Regions from separate parts of the Mus musculus genome. Here region 1 is linked to region 2. A link is a contact called in public promoter capture Hi-C data. All regions are on one chromosome and are shown on one strand. The core of a region is the stretch at or near the end of the contact, and the rest is flanking DNA. Distances in the headings are between cores, read along the strand shown. Region 1 holds the start of Madcam1 (mucosal vascular addressin cell adhesion molecule 1). Region 2 overlaps Agpat3 (1-acylglycerol-3-phosphate O-acyltransferase 3).

Region 1 (6,255 bases), core at 2,239-4,738, 1.4 Mb after region 2:
ACCCCACACACACACTGTTCTCCTCCACCTGGCCCCACCCCACCCCAACCCCAAGCTCCACAGGGTCGGACAACACACCAGGCCAGGAGTCTCAGACAGACTCTTGCCACCATGGCCTCCGGGAGCCATACTCCCAGGAGTGGTGAGCACGCAAAATTGACCACTGAGTGAGGGTGAGCGAAAAGGCCAGTATTAGAGCAAAGCTACCTTCTGGAACCTTCCTCGTGCTGTGAGCAGAGGAGCCAGGATGTCAGGTCTCCTGAGGTTGGAGCTCTGTGGGGAGGGGGGCTTCCTGTGGAGCCAGGAGGACTTCCTCCTTACAAGACAATGGCGGGAAAGGGGGTCGAGGACAGGAGGTGCCCCAGAGAATACAACAGAGTCCTGCTGGCTCTTGACCCTACTGGGGACAGATAGGCCCTAGGTCACCAGCATTCCAGCCCCTGTGCCCCCACTGTCTCTGTGTCTCTCTGTCTTGGTTTCTGTGTCTGTCTCTCTTCATGTCTCTGCTGCCTTTGTACCTCTCTGTGTCTCTCTGATCTGTGTCTGTTTCTGTCCCTATCCCTCTGTCTCTTGGTCTCTGTCTCTCTGTCTCCCCCTCTCTCTCTGTCCCTCTCTGTCTCTCCATTCCTCCAGCTCTGGCCTTCCCATGGCTTCCCCTCTGTGCTATGGCTCTAGCTCCTACCCTCTCTTCCCCACCATGAACAGGATGCCCCACTGTCTTGCAGGTGGAGTCAGGACTGAAAAGAATGTCCCTTAAGACCGTCAAGGAAAGCAGGAACCACCGCCTTCAGCCCTCAGCACTTTAGCCTGCCAGCCTCCTGCTGACCCCTCCCCACCTGGCCCTGGTATAGCAGGAAGCTAGGTCAGGGGTGGGGAAGTAGCCCATTCACCAGGTTTGCTGCCCCCCCACCCGGGTTAAGAGCCCAGCTTCCCGGGAAGGGCCCATGTCTTGGAGTCACCTTCCTGCACAGCTTCCAGCACTGGTGCATGCTGGGAAAGGGGCGGGGGATGGGGCCCAGGCAGCCACAGCCCTGACTACACACACACACACACACACACACACACACACACACACACCCCTGAGGCACACCTCAGTTTCCCTGCTGTGATACCAACCTCCACCTGCCACACTATTGCTGGTGCCTCAGTTCTAAGAAGATCCCCACAGTTTGCATGCTGAGCAGGGGGCAGGGGCCAGGGCTGGAGCAGACAAAGTCTCACCCTGTATAGCTAAGGTTTCTGTTGCTGAGATAAAACACCATGACCAAAAGCAACTTGGGGAAGAAAGTGTTTATTTCAACTTATGCATCCTGATCACGGCCCTTCATAAAGGGAAGCTAAGGCAGGAATGGGGGAGCCAGGAACTGATGCAGAGGCCATGGAGGAGTGCTGCTTACTGGCTTGCTCTGCCTGCTTTTCTATAGCATCTAGGACCACCAGCCCACATAGGGCTGGGCCCTCCCACATCAATCATTTAAAAAAAAAAAATACCCCCACAGGCCTGCCTCCAGACCAATCTGGTGGGAACATTTTGTTTTGTTTTGTTTTTTTTAAAGATTTATTTATTATTACATGTAAGTATACTGTGGCTGTTTTTAGACACACACGGGTGGTTGTGAGCTACTATGTGGTTGCTGGGATTTGAACTCAGGACCTCTTACCTGCTGAGCCATCTCACCAGCCCCTGATGGGAACGTTTTTTATCAACTGAAGTTCCCTCTTCCCAAATGACCCTGCTTATGTCAAGCTGTCAACCCCTAGGCAAGAGCACTCAACGTGCTTGAGTGGAGACAGACTTCAAGCTTCCACCGGTGCCTTAGGAAAGCAGAGGAGGTTGGAAAGGGAGGTGAGAGGGTCTTGGAGACTGGAGACTGCAGAGCCTTGGTACAAAGGTGTGACTGCCTGAGGCAAGAACACAGGAAACTAGCCTGCTTTCTCGGCTAGCCCCTGAAGCCTGGGAGTATGCAGCTGGTGTTCCTCAGTAGGGACTGGGTCAGGAGGGAAGCGCGGGAGAGGTGGTGTGCCGACCTCGGAGGAAAGTGAGGTAGAACGCCTAAGAATGTATGATACCCTCAGAACTCCAGCCTGAGGCCCAGGATCCATAGGTCCATGTCTGGAGTGTGGGGACAGCCACTTGGGCAGGCAACTTCCTGCGCCGCTGCTGTCAGGTGCTGGGCTTGAGCGTTGCACCAATACACAGCTCAGAGGTGGGAAATTTTAGCCTAAGATTTGGGAGGCCAAAGCTAGGATGCCCTGACTCCTGGGCATCCAGTCACCTCTGGAAAACCAACCACACAGAGGAGTCAGAAATGGAGGGCCGTGGGTCCCCGGGGCCTGCATGAGGAGCCCGTGGGCCCCACGGGGGCTCCCAAACTCCTGTACATCCAGTCAGCACTGTGTCTCGGGGAGTTAGGAATAGAATTGGGGGTCCTCTGGCTGAGGGTGACGGTGAGCCCGGAAAGCTCATAGAGGATTGTGCTTGGCTTAGCAGCAGTTTTCTTGGAGTGCAGAGGGGCTTCTGCAGGAGACTCGGGCTGTGGCTCTGTAGTCGAAGCCTTTCTCTGTGCTCCCTACTGCATTCTTGATGAAAGAGACAGTCCTTGGTTCCAAACTGTTTATTGATTGTACATCGTGGAAAATGAGTGCATTCCACCTCCTCAGGATGCACTAGAGACTAAATGTCCAGGGAGGAATGTCCCGGAAGGAAGGGAAGTTTATTGGCTAATCCCTCAGGGCCTCTAAATACTTCATTAGCATACAGAACTGTTCTGGGCTACTGTGACCACAGGTCACGGTTCCTATGTGGGAAGTGTGACACGTGTTCCAGGACAGGAATCTGGTAGGGATCAGGGAGCCACCTACCATCTCAGCTGGGTGCCTGGGTGCCCGGGACTCTGACCCTGCTCAGTCTTACCAAGTTTCCTGGCAAGGTCCATGGTCCCACAAGGATGCACCAAACCTAAGTCTCCAATGTTTCAGGTCAAAGTGAGCCAGCCCCAGACCCCAGGCTCTGTCAGGCCTGCAAGTGGAAGGACAAAGACTTAGGGGACAACTGGTGACTTATCCCAGACACACATCACATGGAACTCAGGCCCCAGAACAACTCCCGCACCATCCAGAACCAGGCCAGGCCCCTCTGCCGCCCTCATGCGGCCACCTGTGGAAGTGAAGGCACAGCTCTAGTCAGCGAGGTGGGCGGGGCAACCTAGGACTGGCAGATTTCCATGCACTTGACCCACCATGGTGACCCACCTCCAGCTTTTAGCTTCAGCCTTCCCGTACATAGAACCGGGGCCTGGAACCTTCCCAGACCTTCCCTCCCCATCTGTAATGACTGTGTTCCCGGGTCCCTGCCTCACCTCTAGCCTCTGATTCTCTGCCTCCTACAAAGTGGGGGTCGGGCTGGGAAAGCCCCCTGGGAAAGTCCCACAGAGCCGGCAGAAGGGGGAGGAGAGGCAGGGTCTCAGACAGTAGGAAGCTGCCGGCCCACTCTTATTTAAGCCGCTTCCCCTGGCGGTCACAAGACAGAGGCAGGCATGGAATCCATCCTGGCCCTCCTGCTGGCCCTGGCCCTAGTACCCTACCAGCTCAGCAGAGGTAAGCAGGGCTGTGGGTAGGGAAGCAGGCTTCGAGAGATGAATGGGTACAAGGGAGGAGAGTTTGGGAGTGCTGTGAAAATCCACGGCTTTGAGAGACTAGGGATGTGCGGCTCCGGTTGGTCTCTCATCAAGGCCCAGGAACCTGGGCCAGAGGACGAGAGCCCTGGGGTCTCAACCCAGGGTCAGGGCTGGAACCTGGGACCCAGTTGTCCCATCACAGCTTTAATGCTCTTACTCCTCAGGACAGTCCTTCCAGGTGAACCCCCCTGAGTCTGAGGTAGCTGTGGCCATGGGCACATCCCTCCAGATCACCTGCAGCATGTCCTGTGACGAGGGTGTAGCCCGGGTGCACTGGCGTGGTCTGGACACCAGCTTGGGCAGTGTACAGACCCTCCCAGGCAGCAGTATCCTCTCTGTACGGGGCATGCTGTCAGACACAGGCACTCCTGTGTGTGTGGGCTCCTGCGGGAGTCGAAGCTTCCAGCACTCCGTGAAGATCCTTGTGTATGGTGAGGCCCACTCTGCCTTTCTAGGTGCCACCTGCCCCGGGGGAATCAGGACCTTGCGCCATACCAGTGCCACCACCCACCAAGTCCCCACACTCCACTGCCACCCCCACACTGTAGACCTTCAAGGCTGACATACTCACCCTTCCTGTCCCAACCACCTGAGGCCATAGCTGCACTCTCACGCCAAACTCCCCTCTGCCTGGCCCAGGCCTGACCTCTAAGCTCAGCCCTGGGCCTGCTATCGATCCACAGCCTTCCCAGACCAGCTGGTGGTGTCCCCGGAGTTCCTTGTACCTGGACAGGACCAGGTGGTGTCCTGCACGGCCCACAACATCTGGCCTGCAGACCCGAACAGTCTCTCCTTTGCCCTGCTACTGGGAGAGCAGAGACTGGAGGGTGCCCAAGCCCTGGAACCAGAGCAAGAAGAGGAGATACAAGAGGCTGAGGGCACACCACTGTTCCGAATGACACAACGCTGGCGGTTACCCTCCCTGGGGACCCCTGCCCCTCCTGCCCTTCACTGCCAGGTCACCATGCAGCTGCCCAAACTGGTGCTGACCCATAGAAAGGAGATTCCAGGTAAGACCACTGGGTCCTGCCTGCCTCTAGGCCCAGCAGCTCTGGGGCTTGGCCCATGATTGGTTGTCCCCACCTGTAGATCCCCAACAAAACTGTTCAATGCCTGTGTCACAAGGCAGCCAGAAAAGATTAACTCAAAAGATAAGGACCTACTCTATGCTAGCTCCAACATGATATTTCCGTCGTTTTCTGTTCACAAATTCTTGGCTTTGCCTAGGTGGGTGGTTGGCGGTGCACACCTTTAATCCCAGCACTCAGAAAACAGAGCCAGGTGGATTTCTTGAGTTTGAGGCCAGCCTGGTCTACCGAGCGAATTCCAGGACAGTCAGGGCTATACAAAGAAACCCTGTCTTGAAAAACCAAAGTAAATAAATAAAATAAACAGTGATCTGGTAGACTTGCATAAGAGCTAGTACCTACTTCCTGTTCTGTGTCTGTGTCATCAGCTGCTGATCCTAACTAGTATGATGCCTTGTGCCTCTTAAGTGATGTGGGAAGGGTGATGGAAGAATTCTGAACCAATACTGGGTTGCAGATGAGGAAAACTGAGGCTACAGGAAGAACATTCATTCTGTTTGCAGTACTACAGAGCCAGACCTCACCTAAGCCCCCCAACACGACCTCTGCTGAGCCCTACATCCTGACCTCATCAAGTACTGCTGAGGCAGTCTCCACTGGGCTCAACATCACCACCCTACCTTCTGCCCCTCCATACCCCAAGCTTAGCCCTAGGACTCTGAGCTCTGAGGGACCTTGCCGCCCGAAAATCCACCAGGACCTGGAGGCAGGCTGGGAGCTACTCTGTGAAGCATCCTGTGGGCCCGGAGTTACTGTGCGCTGGACCTTGGCTCCTGGCGACCTGGCAACCTACCACAAGAGGGAGGCTGGGGCCCAGGCATGGCTAAGCGTGCTGCCCCCAGGTCCCATGGTAGAGGGCTGGTTCCAGTGCCGCCAGGACCCTGGCGGGCAGGTGACCAATCTGTATGTTCCTGGCCAGGTGACCCCGAATTCCTGTGAGTCTGGGGCCCTGGGAGGGAGGGACAAATGGGACTAAAACACTAGCAGGAGTCTGTACCATGCCTAGCCTCAGTTTCCCCATGTTCAGTATGCTTTCCTGTCTGGAGACCTCTTAGAACTCGGGGCACCTTGCAGTCTTTCAGAGACAGGAAGATCCAGTGAAACAAAAAGTGAAAAAAAAATTTAACATTGGTTTCAGATGCCCGGGGCTGACTTCATAGCTATTTAACTTTAGTTTCACATACCCGGGGCTGGCTTCAAACTTGCATCATAGCTAAAAGTGACCGTGATCTTGCCTCAACCTCTTCAGTGCTGAGATAACAGGTGCACACCACTGTGACACATTTTTTTAAATTTATTGTTATACATAAGTACACTGTAGCTGTCTTCAGACGCACCAGAAGAGGGCATCAGATCTCATTACGGGTGGTTGTGAGCCACCATGTGGCTGCTGGGATTTGAACTCAGGACCTTCAGAAGAGCTGTCAGTGCTCTTACCTGCTGAGCCATCTCACCAGCCCATGACACATGTCTTAATGGTTGATTTTTTA
Region 2 (6,603 bases), core at 2,795-5,294:
AACTTAAGATACAACAAATTAAGGCGGGCGTGGTGGTGCACGCCTTTAATCCCAGCACAGGAGGCAGAGGCAGGCGGATTTCAGAGTTCGAGGCTAGCCTGATCTACAAAGTGAGTTCCAGGACAGTCAGGGCTATACAGAGAAACCCTGTCTCAAAAAACCAAAAAAAAAAAGATACAACAAATTAAAGAATCCAAAAAGCCCCATGACACTCAGACTTCTAACTACATTAAAAAACATTAGCTCCAGAGATCTGGACTGATTCTTATCTAAATTATAATGTATAAACCAATCTGTTTCTCATCTGAAGAGCATAGGCTAACTGCTCCTGTCAGGTCCACCAGTGGCTTTGAGGGTAGTGTCTGGGCAGTCTTCGTTGTCAGGAGGTAGCATGGCCCAACTCCAACACACAAAGCCTGGAAAATCCCCTAAGCCAACTGTGAGATTATCCAGGGTCCCATCAGCAAACAATGGCACCATTCTCCTGACACACAACACAAATGGCCATGTGCTGGTCAACCCTTGTGGTCAAACCACGTGATCAGAACAGGGCCCTGCTGAAGCGTGAGGTCAGGAAGCTGTGTGTTCCACTCCTTTCTGAAGATGACCAATCACCTCCCTATAAGGCTCTGGCCAGTTGCTTTGTCAAATCACTAGCTCAAGTTTCTATCCCCTGCTGTGTGAGTGTGCCAAGCAAAGCTCTTTCTCTGTGCATGTGAGTGAAGCTTCAGTTACACACACACACACACACACAGAGTCTGATTTCAGAGCAATCCCAAGTCCCACACTCCGCTCAGCTGCTATTCAGTTAAGGCTTTGCCTCTGGTTTGTTTTCTCAAAGAAACGACAGTAGTAGTAGTAGACTGCTTTAACTCAGATAAAGTGAAACATTAGTAGTCCAACTAGGAAAAACTTGAGGCAGCATTACTCTGATGCCCACAAAGGCTTCTGAGGGGTTGGTACATTCAAAGTGGGATCACATCCCAAGACTGGGTTCCAAGGATTCAACTGACAGGCCCCTCGCTGTACAGGCAAGATGATAAATGCCTTTCTCTACTTTAGTTGCTTCTCAGGGGGATTTTTTCTTTGAAACGGGCAATGCTCAAGTCCATGCAGCGACCAGATTATATTAGCTGAAACATTTAAAGTATAAGGGCAGAGTAAGGTCTGAGGCTCTGCACCCAGGGCCTGCCTACATACTGCACTGTGAGGTGCCTGGGTGGGGTTCTTAACTCTGGTTCTTTTCATCAAACTAAGCCACACAGATTTCCTGGTTCAAGAGCTGACTGGAGATGCTATGAGGACATAAAAAGGACCTTCAAGAGATGGTGGATGTGTAGTCAGGGGTCAGCATGCCGTCTTTCCTATCACTGGGATGTCTTGGGGGATCTTATACAGACATCTGAGGCAAGGTTTACTGAAAAGACATTAGAGATGGTGCCAGGATTGAAGACTCTGACTTAATGGTGAGCACTTGGCTCAACACAAAGAATCCTTTCAGCCAGTCCATCCATTTGCAGCTCAGACAGCTGTTTAGTCAGCTGCAACACGTGTCCAAAGTAAAGAAGTCGGAAGTCATGCAGAATAGGAAGCAGCATGCTCCTACCACAGCAGGACAAGGGCCCAGCTCCAGTACGGCAGGACAGACAGCATGCCCTCCACACCCTCAGCTGACTCTTCCTCCAGAGCTGTAACTGCTCATGCCACTCAGTGCTAATGGAGATAATGCTGGGAACCAGGGCTCTCACTACCTGGCCAGGTCCAAGATAACACCTCAAGCCCTGTAACAACGATGATAGGCATGATGGCATACTGTTCCCTCACTCAGCACACCCCTGACAAAACCCTGAATTGGATTTCCCTGTATCATGTGCTGAGAACACCCAAAGTGGGGACACTGACCCCTCAGGTGGCTGCCCCACTGGCCAGTGTCCTCTGTCTTCCACAGAGCCACAGCATCATGTCCCCGCCTTACTGGGGAACACTGGAGAGCGGAGGCTCACTGGTGGCATGATATGGTCACGGTGTTCTCAAGCAAGGCAGAGTCTAGTTCCTGGGCTGAGCTTCTGTGATGGGCACTACCCAGTCTCTAAGATCCCATCTAAGCTGGCTCACCCAGCAGGGGAGTCAAGAGGTGAGGGACACAGGAGATTGTGGGGAAAACACAAATAAACTTTGTCAACAAAGCCTCCCAGGTTGAAAGGACCCACACCTGTGCCCCCAGGGGACACAGGGAACACCAATGATCAACCTCCAACATGATTTAGGAACTGGGAGATCAGATGAGCTAGTCCCTGTCCCTCTGCCCCTTTACTTGGCTCTTATGGTCTCAGGGTAGGAACCAAGGGATAGAGCAGATCCTTAGTTAGAGGCAGAAGTAGCCACTCAGAGCCCCACTGTACCTCCCGCACCCACAATGCTCACACCTACACTGTATGCTCTGAACCACCCGCACCCAGAGTGGCAGCACCACGGGTCCCAACATTGCCTGCACCCACACAACCCATATCCACACCCTCCCAGCCTACAGCCCGCCCCAGCACACACATGTATCACTCATGCTGCAATCCCCAAACGCACACAGCCTGTACCAGGCCTCCCTTACCAGTAGAAGTAATAGGCCAAGGCCACGGCCAGCAGGGCGACGCAGACCCCAGAGAAGAGGCAGGTTGAAGAGCTGGCCAACATGGCTATCCTCCGTCTGGTGAGCGTCTGAGAGGGGATGAGGAGGAGCCTGGCTCTGAGTACAGGTCTCTGGCAGATTAGGGAGCAGGCTCAAGGAGAGCAGATGTGACTGGGCCTGATTGCCCACATCAGGCAGGCACTGAGACTACTGGAAAAAGGGAGGTAGACTATCCCGAGAATTATGCTGGGCAGTGCCTTCCCAGACTACCTAGTGACAGAGGACACGCTGAAGCAGGTCACAGGGCAGCCTGTTGTCTGAGCACCACTGCAGATCTGCTGTGGGACATACACTAATCCAATAAGCAGCTTTTCTAGGAGCTATAATGACATGACGCAGGTCACTGGGCTCTGTCCATGGATGGCCCCAGGACTGGGACCAAAGAGAACCATAGGTTCCTTACCTAGTGGCCAGAGACTCTAGGTTCAAACAGGAGGCTGGCCAAGTCCCAGAGTCCCCAATTCCATGCCTAAGACACTGTCCTTTGGGTTCCTGAGTCTGATGCAGTGTAAGAAGAGTCATTCCACAGCCTGGGCACATTGTATGGAACCCTCAGAGGCTTAATGCCCCGTGCTCTGTGGTTCCAGAATCCAGAAGGAAGGAGTGTAAATGCTGCACTGAAAGATGCTGAGCTAGTGAGGCAAAGCAACCCTGGAGCCAGACCATCACACAAGGGCCCATCCCTCACACAGATGAGCCTCAGTAGCTCCACCCATGTGAGGATAGTGGACTCAGCTTGGCCAGGCTCTCACTAGTGTCTTTTCTTTTGGGGACCCAGAGCCCTGTTGTTAACAGGAAAGACATGATGATAAGAGCAATCAGCCACCTGGAAGTTTAATACTGGGTACATTCCCCTTACTTGCAGCCCTCATGATTTTATTTATAGAACTGGAGTTGATATCTGAAGAAAAAAAAAGAGTATTTAAAAATTCAGGATTCCTTCTCCTTGCTTCAGGAACTTCCTTCCCAAGAGCAGTGTTGAGGAACCCCTCCTTGGTGAGACAGGCTCACTGACATGAAGGAATGGTTCACTCAGTCGTGTCAGGAGCCTGACCACTGGGTAGGGGTGGGCAGGTGGAGCCGGGCTTTCCCATCTGGCAGCAGCAAGGGTGGCCCTCATGGGGAGGACCTCATGCCTTCTCCAGCCTGGCAAGTTTGAACAGCCTCAGGAGGGGTGCTCTTGCACCAGATCAAGGCAGATGAGACTGGCTGCATGTGCAACATTGTCCTCACGCTTCCTGCCTGAGTGTGGCATCACCCATGGAGCAGGGAAGCCCAGCTCTTGGGAAACCAGGACTGGTCTAAGACATTTACTAAAACTGATCTTCAAAGTAGTTTATAAGATTCCCAGAGTGCAACAGGGCTTCCCAGAACCAGCCATTCCCCAGTGGCAGGGTGCAGAAGGATACTCCCACGTCCACATTATTGTGGGATGGCCAAAGCAGGGCAAAGGTCAGCAACAAGGGGCCAGGCCTGCAACAAGAGCCATGACTAAGCTCGAAGAGAGCCCATACAGTGGCCCCCAGGGCATATTCTACTTTTCCAGCTGAAGCTGCACTCTTCTGTTCTGGCCAATGGGCCTCTTGACTCTCAAAAGATGAGAGTCACCTATAGATAGCTCCTCCTATAGAGGAAGGAGCACTCACTGTCCTTAGGTTTGGGGGAGGAACACTCTCATCTTAAAGCGGACACAGTGGTAGTGCAGACAGTATGTGAGCAGAGCATTTAACCCAAAAGAAGCTTGAAGATGACCATTGGAGGAGGCACTGGGGGTGTCACCCAGGCAACCCACGGACTGCTGAGGATCAGCCCATTTTCCTTGAGGTAGAAGTTAGATGCTGCTCATATCAAGACTTCAACAAGGTTTTGATGAAGCCCCTGATTCCACTGGAGGCATTTCTTGCAACATATTTCTACATCAGGTTCTGAGGAACCTGATGAAATGGAACCCCTTAAACATAGACCTGGCTGTCCTGGAACTAAGCATGTGGACCAGGCTGTCCTCCAACTCACAGAGCTCTGCCTGCCTCTGTGCTGGGATTAAAATGTGTGCACCACCACACCCAACAAGACTAAAGCTTTTTCAATTGGGCAGGACCAGCAGTGGGCAGGTTACAGCACTTGCCACCAAGCCTGACAACAGGAGTTCAAGTCCCCAAACCCGCAAGGTCAGAGCCATCCTCTGACCTCCACATTTGCACCATGGCTACGAAAACTAAATACATGTTATAAATAAACAAATAAATGAACGGAGTAGGCCAATCTCCTGTCCACAGTATCCTCTTTGCTGCCTGTACAGCCATGACTTGCTAAGCTGTTTTTGGTGGTATGTGCTGCTCTGGGAACTTGCAGGGATTCTAGGACACTGCCCCCCAGTCCTCTGTCTCAGTCTCCCTTACTATGTGGCTGGCCTGCCTTTGGATGGCCCTCACAGTGGGGAACTCCTATGTGTGGCCAAAGCTTGGCTGTGGTATTCTAGCATGTTCATCTATTCTGGTGGAGAGCCAGCACACGGCCTCTTCTACTCTCAGCTCCCTGACCTGTGTGTGCCCCATGGTGCAGCCAAAGTGACATGTTTAAACATGCATGGGTGTCGGCCCTCCCCACAGTCAGTGCCAGCACCCACCCAGCGGGTGCCGCCTCCACTGCAGGCCTGTGGTAGGGTGCTCCACATGTGGGCCCTCCAGCTCACCTCCTGAGGTTGTGCTTCTCTGTTACCCCGGGGACCATGGGGACCTGGCCCCGCCCTTCTCTCTATTCAGGGCTGGATTGTAAAGACACTGGGAAGGATGCTAAAAGAACAGCACCCAGCATAGGCTGAAGATGACAAAGGACACCATCCCTGCGCCCAAACCTTCTCTGTGGAGGAAATAGACCAAGACTCAACAGATCACATGGGAAAAGCAAAGGCAGAAAAAAGACTGCATCAAACTGAGAGACTTCTGTAGAGTGAAGGACACAGCAACAGCATGAGGAGGTGGCTGCAGACTCCGAGGGCCCTGTCAATCAAATGCTTGGTCAGCAGCTGTGATGGTTAATATTGACTGGTAGGATATGGAATCACCAAAAAGACAAGTCTCTAAGCTTGTCAGGGAGAGGCTATACAAGATAAGTTAGAGCTGGGAGGTGGATCAGTGAGCAAAGTGCTTGTTTTATGAGGCCCATGTGGTGGCTTGAGGCTGTAATCCCAGTGTCCCTTCTGGGAGATGGGAAGTGGGGACAGGAGACTCCCAGGTGTGTCAGTCAGCCTGAACCCTGGCCCAAACAAGGAGGAAGGAGAAAGCTGCCCCCTGGACAGCGAAGCACCTTCTCGCTCTCTCTCTCCTCCCCCTTCTCTCTCCTCTCTGTCTCTCTCTCTCTCTCTCTCTCTCTCTCTCTCTCTCTCACACACACACACACACACACACACACACACACAATCACACAGAGACAGACAGACACAGACACACAGACAGAGGCAGACACACAGAGACAGAAAGACAGATACACAGACAGTCAAACAGACATAGGTGGGAGGAGGAGTATTAAAAAAAGATTAGGTTAGCCTCTGGGCATGCCCTCTGGGGATTATACAAACTAGGTTAATGAAGGTAGAAAGGCTGATCCTAACTGTGGGTGGGTTCATCCCACGGCTAGAGTCCCAGACTAAGGGAACAGGAACTAGTGAGCTGAGCACCAGCGTCTCTCTCTCTGCTCCTGGCCTGGGACACACTGTGACCAGCCAACTCCCCACACTCCTACACCACGTTTGCCCTGCCTTCCAACCCTGAGCCCGAGGAAACCCTTGCTTCCTTCAGCTGCTTTGCTTAGGCCTTTCATCTCAGTCACTAACACAGAGACCAGTGTCCAACAGAGGGCTCAGGTCGAGGTGGAGCCACAGACAACATATAAATGGCAAAGAGATACTGGGAACAGTAGTT

What was found. Promoter capture Hi-C pulls out the DNA fragments that hold promoters and counts their contacts.
Region 1: a contact with region 2 is called in a promoter capture Hi-C map of liver, with 2.2 times the contacts expected there. The contact joins the promoter of Madcam1 here to the enhancer-like site in region 2. A contact is called at or near these places in 4 of 39 promoter capture datasets (hematopoietic stem and progenitor cells, hippocampal neurons, liver and 1 more) and 2 of 115 datasets of contacts at active chromatin or transcription factors (large pre-B cells and stem cell-derived neural progenitor cells).

What each region holds. Positions count from the first base shown.
Region 1 is chr10:79,661,071-79,667,325 of GRCm38.p6, forward strand. Madcam1 (mucosal vascular addressin cell adhesion molecule 1) reads left to right here and starts at 3,489. Exons shown (of 5, transcript NM_013591.3): 1 at 3,489-3,597; 2 at 3,842-4,108; 3 at 4,361-4,687; 4 at 5,269-5,700. The coding sequence starts at 3,537.
Region 2 is chr10:78,304,672-78,311,274 of GRCm38.p6, forward strand. All of the region lies in intron 2 of Agpat3 (1-acylglycerol-3-phosphate O-acyltransferase 3), which reads right to left. Among named protein-coding and RNA genes, the nearest start is that of Mir7659, 32 kb to the right of the region's middle. Within about 2 kb of position 4,045, at least 26 of the 459 cell types and tissues checked have an H3K27ac peak or open chromatin away from gene starts, as enhancers often do. A contact at or near this core is called in liver, where this site is marked.